2 separate regions of the Pan troglodytes genome follow, and region 2 is linked to region 1. The links are chromatin contacts, called in public Hi-C maps. All regions are on one chromosome and are shown on one strand. The core of a region is the stretch at or near the end of the contact, and the rest is flanking DNA. Distances in the headings are between cores, read along the strand shown. Region 1 holds the start of WSCD1 (WSC domain containing 1). Region 2 has its middle 170 kb from the start of AIPL1.

What was found. A called contact is a pair of places that touch in the nucleus more often than the background predicts.
Region 2: a Hi-C map of stem cell-derived neural progenitor cells shows a contact between it and region 1, with 2.1 times the contacts expected there. The contact joins the enhancer-like site here to the promoter of WSCD1 in region 1. A contact is called at or near these places in 1 of 7 Hi-C or Micro-C datasets (stem cell-derived neural progenitor cells) and 1 of 1 datasets of contacts at active chromatin or transcription factors (stem cell-derived excitatory neurons).

The regions. Positions count from the first base shown.
Region 1 is chr19:16,580,693-16,587,922 of NHGRI_mPanTro3-v2.0_pri, reverse strand. It overlaps WSCD1 (WSC domain containing 1), which reads right to left and starts at 3,842. Exons shown (of 9, transcript XM_016931366.4): 1 at 3,720-3,842.
Region 2 is chr19:16,762,133-16,768,836 of NHGRI_mPanTro3-v2.0_pri, reverse strand. No RefSeq gene overlaps it. Among named protein-coding and RNA genes, the nearest start is that of AIPL1, 170 kb to the left of the region's middle. Within about 2 kb of position 5,331, at least 6 of the 24 cell types and tissues checked have an H3K27ac peak or open chromatin away from gene starts, as enhancers often do. A contact at or near this core is called in stem cell-derived neural progenitor cells, where this site is marked.

The DNA of each region.
Region 1 (7,230 bases), core at 2,593-5,092:
CTGTATTTCATAGCTGATGAAATGAATCCAGCCCATTCTTCCATCCACTTCTCACATCCACACCGGGAGGCAGGGCATATGCAGAGTTCCTCCCTGACCACATTCTCCAAGTGGCACACTTCCGATAATTTTTCAGGCCGTATGTCAACACGATTGTCAAAGCCATGATGAGGAGAGATTAAAGGAAGAATGTGAAGGCCAGACCAGGAGGCCCAGGGAGAAGGTGGTGAGCGGAAAGCCACATTCATTCCCTCATTGCCCAGATGAGCAGCCCTGGATGTTAGGGCCCAGCTCTGGCCCTGCTAGTGTATATGATTATCACCTGCATTTTAAGGCCTAAGGCCCTGAAGGTCTAAACACTGAGCTGCCCCAAAGTCCTTGGCCTTGACCTCATTGTACCTCCAGAGAAAGAGTCAGGGAGCTGGTCTCACCAAGGCTGATGGGGGTCTGAGCTGGATGGGAGTACAAGCTTGGAGCTTCTATAATGAGAAACACCACTTCCCTAGAGGCCCTGCTCGGAGGGGTTCCATCAGGGCCTGGAGGCTCTGGATTCAGAGGCTCTGAGTCGCCTGCTCAGGCTGATGCCATGAGGAACCAGCTCTGTGACTCATTCCCCAGTGCTCTGGCCAAACTGATCAGGTTGGAGGCTCAAGCTTCAGCAGCAGACCCACTAGTGGCACTGAATATCCACTTCTGCTCAGTTAGGAAGACAGGAGGAAGAGACAGGAGTCTGGCCTTCTGCCTTATCCCAGCTTCTCTTCACTTCCAACCAGACATGCCACAGGCCACAGGGCAGTACCCCATAGGGCACAATGCCCACTGAAGAGAGGGATCCCCTCACCCCAGAAGAAGGCATTTTTACAGAGGAGCTGTGGAAATGGCCCTGCTGAGGCCTGGAGGATGCAGCCACAGGTGAGAGCCTTCTGGCGGGGAAGATGAGGCAGTCAGGCTCAGCCACCAGCCCAACCACTGCCAAGCCTCCTTCAGATCCCATGCCTGGGAGAGCTCCTGCTCTTCCTCCTAGAAACCCTGAGCTCTGGCAGCCGGTTGAGGCCCCTTCCCGGAGGATCTCCTGAGGGCCAATCTAAGTGTGTGGGGGTGGGGGCATGATTGAGAGAGACAAACCTCATTCTCCCATAGCCCAGGGAAACCTCCCCTAGCTCTCTCCCCAGCACCTGCAGCCACCAGGAGTGGGTGATTGCAAACAGCGCAGGGCAAGCCAGCTTTATATCTCCTGTAACTTTCACTCCCCACCACCCTCACTTTCTGTGCCTGACAACCTAGGCAAATCAGAGGAAAAAAGAAAGGCCCCCACTCCTGATGCCAAAGTGGGATAAACCAAGTGCCTCCATAAACCTAAGCATGCTGTTCCAGCAACAAGAGGGATGCGGGTATCTCATGTTAGAAAAGTACAGCGGCGTCCTGCATCTGTCCATCTTGGGAGCTGCAGGGGCAGGGCCAGTGTGGGGAGCAGCTGGATCCAGTGCAGGGCTATGAGGCTAGAACTCCTCTATCAGCCTTCCCACTGCTCAGCGGAAGGAAGAGCGGTCCCCTTCCCCACCCGCATTCCTGATCAGCAGAGCAGGCATCATCCCAGGCGCACAAATGCTCAGGAAAACAACCAGCGAGGTTACCCGGAGGCAGGGGACCCAGCCAGGTACGCTCCTGAGTAGCCAAGAAAAACGCAGTTTAGCAACCTTCAGTCGTGAGTCTCCGTTCACACCTACGAAGACGCAAAGCTCTACACTAGGTAATTTTCTGGACAAAATACATACGTTTTGCTTTTGCCTCTGCCTCTGTTCAAGTTCACCAAGAGACGGAGCAAACCCTCCGCTGACCGGAAGCCTCTGTTGGTAGCGGAACGAGAGGGAGCTGCTTCTGGGTAAACGTCGCCGCCTAGGAGGGAAGCTGTGCGCACCCCACACCCTGCCCTCGCCCCCTCCCCGGGACCAACCGCAGCGCCCTCCCGGGTAACAGACGGGCTCTCAGGACTCCGGAGGGGGACGCGGCTCGTGCGGCGCCTCGCGCACCCCCACCCCATCCCGGCCGCGCCGAGCGCCGCCCCCCACCCCACAACCCCTGCACGCACCCGCTCACTCTCCCCTGCCCCGGCCGAGCCACCCCGGGCCCCCGGGAAGGTGCCCCCGGCAAGCCCGCCCTGCAGCCGGAGCAGGTGCAGCCCCGCCGCGCTCCCAACCGCGTCTGCACAAACTTGTTTGCCCGCGGCAAGGGGAACACCCTGCTCGCAGCCCGCGCGGGGGTCCGGCTGGAGCGCCGAGAGACAGGACTCACCCCGCGATCGCGGCCGGCTGGGGCGCCCGCACCCGCGCCCATGGCCCGTCTTCCCCGGGCGCCGAGCCCGCAGCCCCCGCAGTGCCCGGAGCCCAGAAGCCCCGGCGCCCGCACGTCTCCGGCCGCCCGCGGCAAGCGGACCCACGCGCCCGGGCACAGGGCGCCGCCGCCTGGCTCCCCGGGGCTGCTGGCGTCCCGGCTGAACGGCGGGGCGGGCGGGCGGGCGCGGAGCCGGGGCGGGCAGCGGGCGAGCGGCGGGGCGGGCGGGCGGGCGGGCGGGCGAGCGGGCGCCGGGCTCTGCACATGCTCACTCGCGCGGCCCGGGGACAGCGGCCGGCCGCCGCCGGGTCCTAGAGGCGCCGGTGCGCACCTCCCGCCGCCCGGGGGAGGGGTCGCGGCTCCGCCGGAGGGGGCCCACGCCCTGCCCCGGCCCGCGAGACACGCGCGCGGGGCGGGCCACACGCGCCACTGCCGAGCAGAGACGCCGCCACCCACTCTGATACACACACACACACACACCAGTCACCCAGAGCCACAGCCTTTCACCGGGGCCCCACGGGCTCTAACACACGCACCATGACGCTCACACCCAGACACAGACCCACAAACACACGGGGCACTGCCGCGCAGAGGAGAGCACGCCGCCACTCTCCCATGCAGACTCACAGCGACAGCCGCACACTGCCTGACACACACATCCCGAATCACTGCTTCCCAGAGACACCGACACCCACACTCACACACACACTCTCTGGGCTCTGCCCCACTCACCCAGAAGCACTGGGCCACTGTGACAGGCACGCACACGTACACACACAGCCACACAGTTTAGAGTGCACTCTAATACACACACACCACACACACACACACACACCGGATCACCGTCCCATGCAGAGGTAGAGACAGATGGTCACAGCTTCACACACATTCACACTCAGAAACAAGCACCTGCTGGAACACAAACACTCTCACACAATCTGAGACAGACCTACACAGAATCGCAGCCCTACAAATACCCTGACACCAGCTCCCGCGTCTACACACTCGGGGGTCGGCCGCCGGCTTATCATACTGCTCCACACCGCACACAGTGACAAACCCACGCCTTGACATAGTTGCCCACAGAAGCAATGTCACACACTGGTGTCTACTAACAGACACACTCTCAGAGGGGCATACTGGGCATTGACCCACAGGCTCTCTCTCTCTCTGTCACACACACACACACACACACACACACACACGCACCGAGGTGGAAAGAGGCTGAACAGTCACACAAGTCTATACACAATCCCTCTCTTTAAATAAAGGCTGGATCCAAACCTAAAGATTTTTCCCAGGGAGGAGCCCCACCCTGTTCCCCCAAAGCCGCCAAGTCACAGCATCTACCCTGCTCTGCCATGTGCACCGGTGGACCCTGTCCTCACCCGGGGCTGGCTGCTAAGATGCTCCCAGAAGCTGAGGACAGCAGAGGCAGCAGGAGCAGGTGGTGGTGCCTCTTACTCCGTCTTCCTAAAAGGGAGTTTCATGCCTCCGACTCCCGCTAGGGGCAGAGCTGCTTGGCCTGGCTCCGAGGAGCTGGCTTGCAACAGGTGCAGGTGGCAGGGAAAGCGTTTGCCTGGGGACCAGTCACAGTCCCTCCTTACGCGGGTCAGTCAGGTGGCGCCCAGAGCGGGAAGAGACTCGCTGCAGTTTGCATAGCTATGTCTGGCCAAGTGCAGAATTAGAACAGAGTCTGCACCATCCGCATGAAGGCAGAATGCTCTGAAGGTCTTGGGGCACCTGGGTTTAATATCCTTAAGCCCAGGAAGAGGATACAGTAAGTGAGAGACGAATTCTGTGCTGCCTCAGAGTCCCAGCCTTGCAGAAAAGCCCCCTTCACGTATATATCCTTTACAGAATGTGAATGTGTGTGTCGTTACGATTTATAACAGCAACCCACTGTGCAGTCTTGCAATGCTGTTTGGTTTGCAAAGCCCTCTCCATGACCAGCTACATAATTTGAAGGGCCTAAAATAAAAATGGAGCCCCCTTTTAAAACACTATCAAGAATTTCATGAGATAAAAGGAGGCTATTAAACCAGTACGGGTCCCTTCTGAGCACAGAATTCAGAGCCTTTCACAGATCTCATACCCACGAAGCCAGCCCTGGCCCTCTCGTACCCATTGTCCCACTTAAAACTGATAAGTCTATAGATGCCTTCATGTGCCCATTTGACAGATGAGACCTTCAGGTGGGTGATCACAAAAGGCTCACAGCCAGTTGAGCCCAGGGGAATTCAAGCCCAGCTCCTCTGGGAAGCCAGACACTTCCCGGCAGCTGCTATTCAGAAGTGTCCATCTGCAGCAGCAGACACTTGGTACAGAATAATCAAGCAGAAGAGTTGATGTGGCTGCCACCAGGGAAGGAGGTGACTCAAGAAGAAAAAGCAAAAGGCTGCTGGGTATCCATGCCATCTGTGCTCGATGTCACGCTGCACCTGCCCTGCAAAGCACCCCACCAGGGGAACACCATACAGCCCCTGTGTGGGTAGATGCTAGAGTCAACTACTGACTCTAGGGAGGGAGGTTGAGGAAGGAGGTGCATGAAAGAACCCAGGAAGTAACTGAGAAGGGCTTGGGAGTCAACACGGCCAGGAGTATTTCAGTGTCAGGACAAAGCCCTTCTTTCTAGTGATGGTGACCAGTAAGAAGTGATAGGGAGGACTGATAACAGAGTCACTCCTAATCACAGTCCAACTCCTTGTCCCTCAGCTCTTCTCTCCACATAGTTGGGACTGTTTCATAGGAACTTGTATACCATCCCTGTCCCAAAAGCAATTGGTCCCACAATGCTGCCATCATATGTCCATTTACTGCTGAGAAATGTATCCCCCCACCCCCCAGGAGTCTGGGACTAAGAATCAGACAGGTCTGATGTCACATCAATCCCATCTCTCTGTGTTTGGCTCTTGAGTCGTCCGCTCCTCTCTTTGCAGACCTCAACTATTGGATCCTAGGTATTTACATCACCTCCTAACTTCATGTCATCTGATAGCTTATTCTTCCTTCCTTCCAGCCACCCATCTTTTCATGTATTTACTAAGCAAGGCACCCATTGTGTGTTAGATTTTGTGTTGAACACTGGAGAGTCTTTGATAAAAAGAACCAGTCCCCTGCAGGAGTTTCCAGTGTGAAGAACTGGACGAGAAAACAGACCAAAGTGAAAACATACCACAAAGAGAGAGCTCTGCTGTATCAGTCAGGATGCCTGCAGCCTCAAGTAACAAATAGCAAAGTAAAAGTGGTGTCAACCAAAGGGTTTATGATCTCAGACAGCAAGAAGCCTGGAGGTAGGCAGTTCCAAGGTTGGGTGATTCAGTCACTCAATGATGTCAGGATCTGTGGTGGCCTCTCTGTGCTCCCTGGACCGCCCCCTCCTGACTGCAAAATGACAACTGAAGCGCTGTTCGTGACTTCCCCAAATGACAATACCCTAAGGCAAGAAAGAAAGGGACATTTCTTCCCACAAGTTTCTTTTTTCACTGGGTAAGGAAACTTTTGCCAGATCCTCTTTCTGGCAAGGCCCGTTGGCCAGAAGTGAACCCTATGAGTACCCCTCAGCCAATTCCTGGCCAAGGAGGAATGGGTTTGGCTAATTATAATTCATCCTCTGGGGATAGGCCAGTCACCTCAGAGCGCATCCCCACTTGATCAAAATTGTTTCTATGTTAGTAGATGGCTGCTGGGATGGCAACTAGCTGTGATGATAGATAGATAGATAGATAGATAGAGTGAGCATTGGAACCTAAATGACTCGCAACCTCAGTGTAGAGGAATTCAGGGAAGGCTTCCTGGAGGAGGTGACATGTAAGCTGGCTTTTAGAGGAGAAGTGGGCATCATCTGGATCACCAGGTGCAGGGGCTATTCCAGACAAGGGTGGGGGGCATCCTTTGCAAAGGCAGGGAAGTGTGAAACACACAGGCTGTCACAGAAACTGCCAGTGACTTTGCACTAGCTGGTGCAAGGTCAGAGGTGGTTGGAGAGGAGGCTGAACTGTGACTGGCCACTGAACCCCGACTAGCCACTGAACCCCCATTCAGGCCACTGGCACCAGTGGACAAGGCAGGGCTGTGGACCACGCTTGAGCCACCACTACGATGAGCTCCCTTCACGGTGGTCATCTAGTCATCATCAGCCGTGGAAATGGTCATTCAACCAGTTATGAGTCATCAGCCATCCCACACTTCTATGTCATGTTGACAAAGGCAGCCTGACTAGTCATAGGCACGGGGGTGACAAGCCCACGTGGGGGTGAGGGCCGGGCGTGGGGCTCATATCTCTCTTGCCTTGACCAAGTCACAATCTCTCTGGGCCTCAACACTGTCATCTGCAAACCAGAGAAAATGCCTCCTTTATGGGAGTGCTTGTAAGGACCAAATAAAATGTCTGTTGAGTGTGAAGCAAAACAACATTTGCCATGGAATATGCACATAACACATTTTAGTAAATATTACAAGAAGGGGTTTTCCCGAAAGCTTTGCTAAAATCCAGAAATGCCACATGTGCAACGTTCTACTGAGCCACCAAGCTTGTGATACGTTCTCTTCCTCCACATGCCACCTCCCCAGAGCCTGCCCTGTCATTCTGGCTAAAGCATCCACCTCACTGTCCAGTTTCCAGTCTTCATGAAACATTGCCCTATCATCTCTTTGTGTGTTTGTTGGTTTATGATCTGTCGTCTCCTTCCCAACCCTCACAGCCCCCACTGCTAGAATTTAAGCTCTAATATGGCCCGGGAACTTACTATCACATTCAGAACTTCATCCTTGGTGCCAAGTTTAATTCTTGGCACATAGGCATACTTACTAAATATTTATTAAATAAATAATTGTGTTTTTAAAAACATGATGTGCCTAGCATGACATATTTTTAATGAACCCAAGAAGGCTTCCCAC
Region 2 (6,704 bases), core at 4,082-6,581, 180 kb before region 1:
TCTTCCCCACACAGGACTCTCTTTTCCTGCTTGGGCTTTGACCCTGTGTGGATGCTGCTGTTTCCCTACGTGAGTTCTGACACCCCCACCAGTCACTCATCTGCAGGGATGACCTTCTCTCTCACTGGGGCTCGGGCTCCCCAAACAGGGCTGCCCCCATCACGGGGCTCAGGATCTGACATGCATCAGGCCACTCACCCCTCGTAGGAATGTCCTCAGCCAGTCTGGTGCTGTCACCTCTGCCAGGATGCCTCTGCAGTGGCACCCTCCTCCCCCTGCGTGGGTGCTGATATTCCACACTGTCTTCCTCCCACCACATGGATGACCTCCTCACCCTGTTGATGCCCTGACACCCTTTGCTGGGGAGCCTCCCAGTGCCATCACTGTCCTGGCCTCAGCTCTGGGCCATGATGGCTGCCCTCCCTTCACTGCAGAGGCCTCTCTTCCCGTGCTACACCTAACGGCTTTAGGACTGAATGTCAGGAAGGAAGGGCATAGGAGAAGGCAAAGGAGGGGGAAGGTGAGGAGCAGGAAGAATAGGAATTCGTGCTTCAACAAACTCTCTGGATAATTCTTATGCAGGCTAAAGCCCCCAACCTGGTGGCCAGTAGGCGGTGGGAGATAGCACAGGCTGGGGCTGGAGACTGGGCAGGGGCCAGATCTTGGAGGGTCTTGTGGGCCTTAGTAAGGAGGCTCTTATTTTATTTATTTTGTTTTTTTTATTATTATACTTTACGTTCTAGGGTACATGTGCACAACGTGCAGGTTTGTTACACATGTATACATGTGCCATGTTGGTGTGCTGCACCCATTAACTTGTCATTTACATTAGAAATATCTCCTAATGCTATCCCTCCCCCCTCCCCCCTCCCCCCACCCCACGACAGGCTCGGTGTGTGATGTTCCCCACCCTGTGTCCAAGTGTTCTCATTGTTCAATTCCCACCTTTATTTTATTTATTGTTTAAAGAGAACTGACAAAAACAAGCTTATCTGGGGGAAGAAACGCCACCGTGAACTATATGAATTAGCTTCAAGTCTCTCCTCCCAAAAACAGGAGTCGTCTGTTACCAAGCGAATCGCCACCCCTCCCCTCCACTGTCCTTCCCTTCAGCGTCTAGCGTGCCTAAGCCTCTCCATTCTAACGCCACGGAAGCACTTTCTGATCAGTCTGCTGCTTGCAGCTCTGACTCTCTCTCCCTGTCTTTCCTTTCCCAGCCATGTCTCTTGCAAGCGTTTCTAGATTCTTCATTGTCGTGTCCTAAAATCCTATTCACACCTCGACCCCCATGCAATGTGGCTTCCACTCAGTTTTGTTTTTATTTTACGTGCCCTGAGAATAAGGGTTTTAAGAAGATGAACATGACTTATGTTTTGAAAAGATCCTTCTGGCTACTTTGCAGGGAATGGATTTGAAAAGCCAAGAGAGGAAGCAGGTTGCTCAGTAAGAGGCTGCTGCATCACCAGCTGAGAGAGGATGTTGGTATGGACAGAGTGGCAACAGGGGACCTGGAGAAAAGAAGGCAGACTGGGGATATATTTGGAAGGGCTGGCAGGGCCTTCTGGGGTCGATGGAGGGATAAAGGAAGGAGAGCAGTCACAGATGACATGGGGGGGTCTTGGCCTGAAGAGTTGGGTGGACGGCAGTGGCAGGAGAGGACTCAAAGAGGAACAAATTTGGGGAAGCAGGTTTCTGGGAACCCTGTTTGGGTCATACTTTGAGACCCTTATCTACGTGATGATATCAAGTAGGCAGGTTAGATATATCGAATTGGGGTTTAGAGAAGGGGTCAGGGCTGAAGATCCAAATCCACACGTTGAATTCAAAGTCATCAGCAACTGCCTCCTGGAGGAGCCTCTACAAGTGTTAGCTTTGAAAAATGACTTCACTGCGACGTGGTAAGGGAGGCTGGGAACAAGGTCACGGGAGTCATGGACACACTGGCTTCATGGCGTCCATCAGGGAGGGGTTGTCAGCCAGCTGCAAATCACCACCCCCTCCTCTCCATGGTTCTTCCCTTCAGCATTTAGCATGCCTAAGCCTCTCCATTCTAATGCCACGGAAGCACTTTCTGATCAGTCTGCCTTCTGCAGGCAGCTGTAGGTGGACAGCTGCAGGTCACCACTTCCCAACACTGACCTGACACTGACTTGCAGAATGGAAGAAGAGCCGACATCCTCGCGTGTATTTGTTTCCAGGACAGCCGCTCAAAGCTGGGACCACTGCCAGGCCTATCAGGTCAACCCCTAAATTGAAGAAGGAAGTTTTCTCCAGCTTGATGGTAAGTTCAAGACCTGACTCGGAGCCCCAGGCAGTTCCCGTCACTCTCTAATTCAGAGATTCTGCCATACTATGCCATTAGTGGCCACCTCCATAAGCACAGGGCACTTCAGAGTTTACATATCATGCTGACATCCATGACCCCATCTCATCTTCACACCAGCTCTTGGAGGGTTGGAGAGATTTTTTTTAAGACTTATTTTACAGATGAGGAAACTAAGGCTCAGAGGTTAAGCCATTTGTCCAAGATCACACATTCGGAACATAGTCGAGTCAGGACTTCAAACCAGGGCTGTCTGCTTCTAAAATCTTAACAAACCCTCTGCCTCTATTAGAGTTCGTGGCCTACTACCTTGGTCGCTGCTAAGATGTGAGAGCTCCTTGCTGGTAGCGCTTCCTCAAGAAGCCAGCCAGGTGCTACTTTCTCCCCAGCCTTGGCTCTTCCCCTTGCTGAGAGATCGCATTCTTTTGTAACTACCTGGCTCACCTGCGGCTTCATTGCCTCCTGTTTTTTTTTGAGATGGAGTCTTGCTCTGTCACCCAGGCTGGAGTGCAGCGGCGTGATCTCGGTTCACTGCAACCTCCGCCTCCCGGGTTCAAGCAATTCTCCTGCCTCAGCCTCCTGAGTAGCTGGGATTACAGGCACCTGCCACCACACCCAGATAATTTTTGTATTTTTAGTGGAGACGGCGTTTCGCCATCTTGGCCAGGCTAGTCTCGAACTCCTGACCTCATGATCCACCCGCCTCAGCCTCCCAAAGTGCTGGGAATATAGGTGTGAGCCACCGTGCCTGGTCCCTGGTCTGTCTTTAACCACTCTCTGCTAGTAAGAGCCGGATCCCTCATTCCACAACTTTGGCTAGTTACTCACAATTCCTTCAGTCTCACCTCCCCAGGGCTTCCTGAGCACTCCGATATGTCCACCTGACCTCTTTCAGGGAGGTCTCCCTGATTTCTCTGGCCTCCTGCCCTTCTCCAGGGGTCTTCAGACTGCAGTAGCTCTGATCTCCTCTCCCTCATCTGTCGTGTGCCTATGGCACATGTTACTCTACCAAGCCATACAACATGGGATTATTCACACATGGTCCCATCCGTAGTAACTCTTCTGACCACAGTTACCTCCATCTCAGTGTCTTCAAGGTCCAATTCAACATCCCTCCTTAATCCAGGGGAATAGATTCATCTTTCTCTGATTCAGCAGAAGCAAATCAATCAAATATGGACTATAAGTTGCAGACCCTCATGGGACTTCGAAGGTCCCCTACTTCTACCTTCTATCTTATGCTATATTAAGCTTGCCCAACCTGAGGCCTGCAGTCCAGATGGCTTTGAATGTGACTCAACACACATTTGTTAAGTCTCTTAAAACATCATGAGATTTTTTTTTTTTTTTTGAGACAGAGTCTCACACTGTTGCCCAGGCTGGAGTGCAGTGCTGTGATCTCAGCTCACTGCAACCTCCGCCTCCCGGGTTCAAGCGATTCTGCTGCCTCAGCCTCCCAAGTAGCTGGGATTACAGGCGCCCGCCACCATGCCCAGCTAATTTTTTGTATTTTTACAAAATACAGAGATGCGGTTTCATCATGTTGGCCAGGCTGGTCTCAAACTCCTGACCTCGTGATTCGCCCACCTTGGCCTCCCAAAGTGCTGAGATTACAGGCATGAGCCACCGCATCAGGCCCATTATGAGATTTTTTTTGTGATTTCTTTTTTGTGTGATTTTTTTTAGCTCATCAGCTATCGTCAGTGTTAATATATGACATGTGCAGCCCAAAATGATTCTTCTTACAGTGTGACCCAGGGAAGCCAAAAGACCAGACATCCCTCTGTTACACTTTCCACTCCAACATTCTCCCAAAGTCAAGCCTCTCCTGACACCTGGGGACTCGCTAACTCTTAAGGGAAAGTCATGCCTTCTCTGGACAGCTTTCTTATAAACTTTTTCCTTTCCCCCCACCTCAAAATGTGCCTACCAGCAACAGCCTCCTCTCCCTGCAGGCCACCCAGGATGGGGCCAGTCCTGCTCCAGGGTGGCATTCAGAGGTGGGAAGGCATGGTCCTGACCCCGAGGCTGCTCTTCTTCAGACAAAACAACTTTTCCACCCTGTATTTCAGCCCCCATCTGCTCCTCTGTCCTGGCCCCTTTCCCAAAAGATGCCCCGGTTTCTTTCGTCCTAGCAACTCTTCTTACCTTCCACACCTCGAGGCAAATTCAGAAAAAATGCAGCAAGTATTTACTGAGCACTATCTCTTTGCCAGGCACTGGCCTTGGAGCTGAGGATGCAGCAGTAAATTTAACAGACAGAAGTCAAGGTGAAGCTCCCATCCTGGTGGCCAGCTGCATCTACCATCACTGGAGTCTGCAACCTAACTCGTGTTTTTGACAATCAGCCTCAAAATCATGGTTATACATAAGTGTCAGGCACTGTGCTCGGCACTGGGGGTGCAAAGGTAAACAGAATATTGTTCCTGCCTTGAAAGCCCATAGCCCCATTGGCTTAAACAACCTGATTAACATGCCTAGGTTGAATCTCTCAATCTCTCTCTGTCTTTTACACACACACACACACACACACACACACACACACCACACACACACGTATCAGTTGCAGGAAATCTACCAGCGTCCAGTCAAAGTAGGCAAATATGTGCAGATTCCAGGCATCAGTGCCAACCTGAGAAACTTGCCTTCATCTCCCGTCACCTCCCCACCCCCTCACTGCCCTTCCCCAGAAAATTCTGGGAGCCAGGTTCCTGGCAGCAGCCTCCAAGGAGGACGTAAGAACAGGCCTATTGAACTGCGTTGCTCTGGACTAGATAAATAGTTATCACCAGCCAACGCGGTTAAATAATCATCAAACCACGTAATTCAGAAATCATGCTCCTCGAGAGTTCCCCATTTAATACCCGACAGAACACGCTAATCCGCCGCACAAGACTGCGTTTTATTTTTCTAGACAGGAAGCATTTTCTTCAGTCCCATAATGACTTCCCTTGACATAATAATGAAGGAATGTGAATTTAAAACAGGCTGAGAGGCCGGGCGTTCTTTGTTATCAGGGTTGGGGGCTGGTGGCTCGGAAATTGCCTGAGTAACTGCTGACTTGCTCAACTGTGTCGTCATTGAATTCACTGCTTACAAAGACTGAAATTTACCAAATTAAATTTTAGTGAGTAATTTCTTTTCACATAAACGGCAGAAATTAACCCATTGTGGATGTGGTAGATAGGCCGTCACACGGAGCTGACATTACATTGGGGAGCTCTGTGAAGTCAGGCAGGAGGAGATCAAGACTTGGAGAGCAGGAAACCCCTCTTTGGACTGGGGGAGGGGCGATCCCGAGCCCCAGAATCAGGCAGGAGAGGTTCAAATCCTGGGTCTCCCACTCCCTATTGATGTGACCCAGGGGGTTCTTATCTGTGAAATGGGCATGATGAGGGGCTATCTTAGGGATGCAAAATGGATTACATCTATAAAAGCACTTGGCTGTCAGTAAAGGTCTGCATACATGTCGGTGGTTATTATGTTATGTAGCTTCCAGCCTGAGGACGTTGAACTGGGAGAAATCAAGAATAAGAAAGGAAGCTCCCTGGAGCACCCTACCTTTTGCAAAGAGGTAGCTAAAGTTAGCTACTTTCTTTCTTTCTTTCTTTTTTTTTTTTTTTTTGAGACAGAGTCTTGCTTTGTCGCCCAGGCTAGAGTGCAGTGGTGCGATCTCAGCTCACTACAACCTCCGCCTCCTGGGTTCCAGCGATTCTCCTGCCTCAGCCTCCTGAGTAGCTGGGATTACAGGCACGTATCACCACGCCCAGCTAATTTTTGTATTTTTAGTAGAGATGGGGTTTCACCACGTTGGTCAGGCTGCTCCCTAACCTCTTTATCCGCCCACCTCGGCCTCCCAAAGTGCGGGTATTACAGGGGTGAGCCACCATGCCCGGCCAAAGTTGGCTACTTTCTAACCCATCACGTAGCACAGACAGGACTCAGGGGGCCCAATGCACCTGTGGAAATCAATTCCATTGGACACAACCGAAAAGTCAATTTGTCCAGTGGATTGATGGTCAGTTGGATTGATTAACTACAGCCAGACCAGTTGCTGTGAGGCCAAAACAATAGATGAAAAACAGGATATTTGACATCTCTGTCCTTACTGGGGTTGAAAAAATAATGATAAGCAACAGTCCTTTCTTATGTATGTATGGAACAAGGAGGTGGTAGATTGGATTACTGTTTAAAAACGTTCCCTCCCTCTTCTCCACATACATGGGAGTTTTTTTGCTCACTCCTTGGCTTGGGGCTTGGCTATGTGACCTACTTTGGAAGATTAACATACATGATGCAAACAAGGACGTGAAATGTGCTTGTGCAGCTGGGCTCACCCGCTTGCACCTCTGCCATCGCCACGAGAAGAGCTTCTCACCAG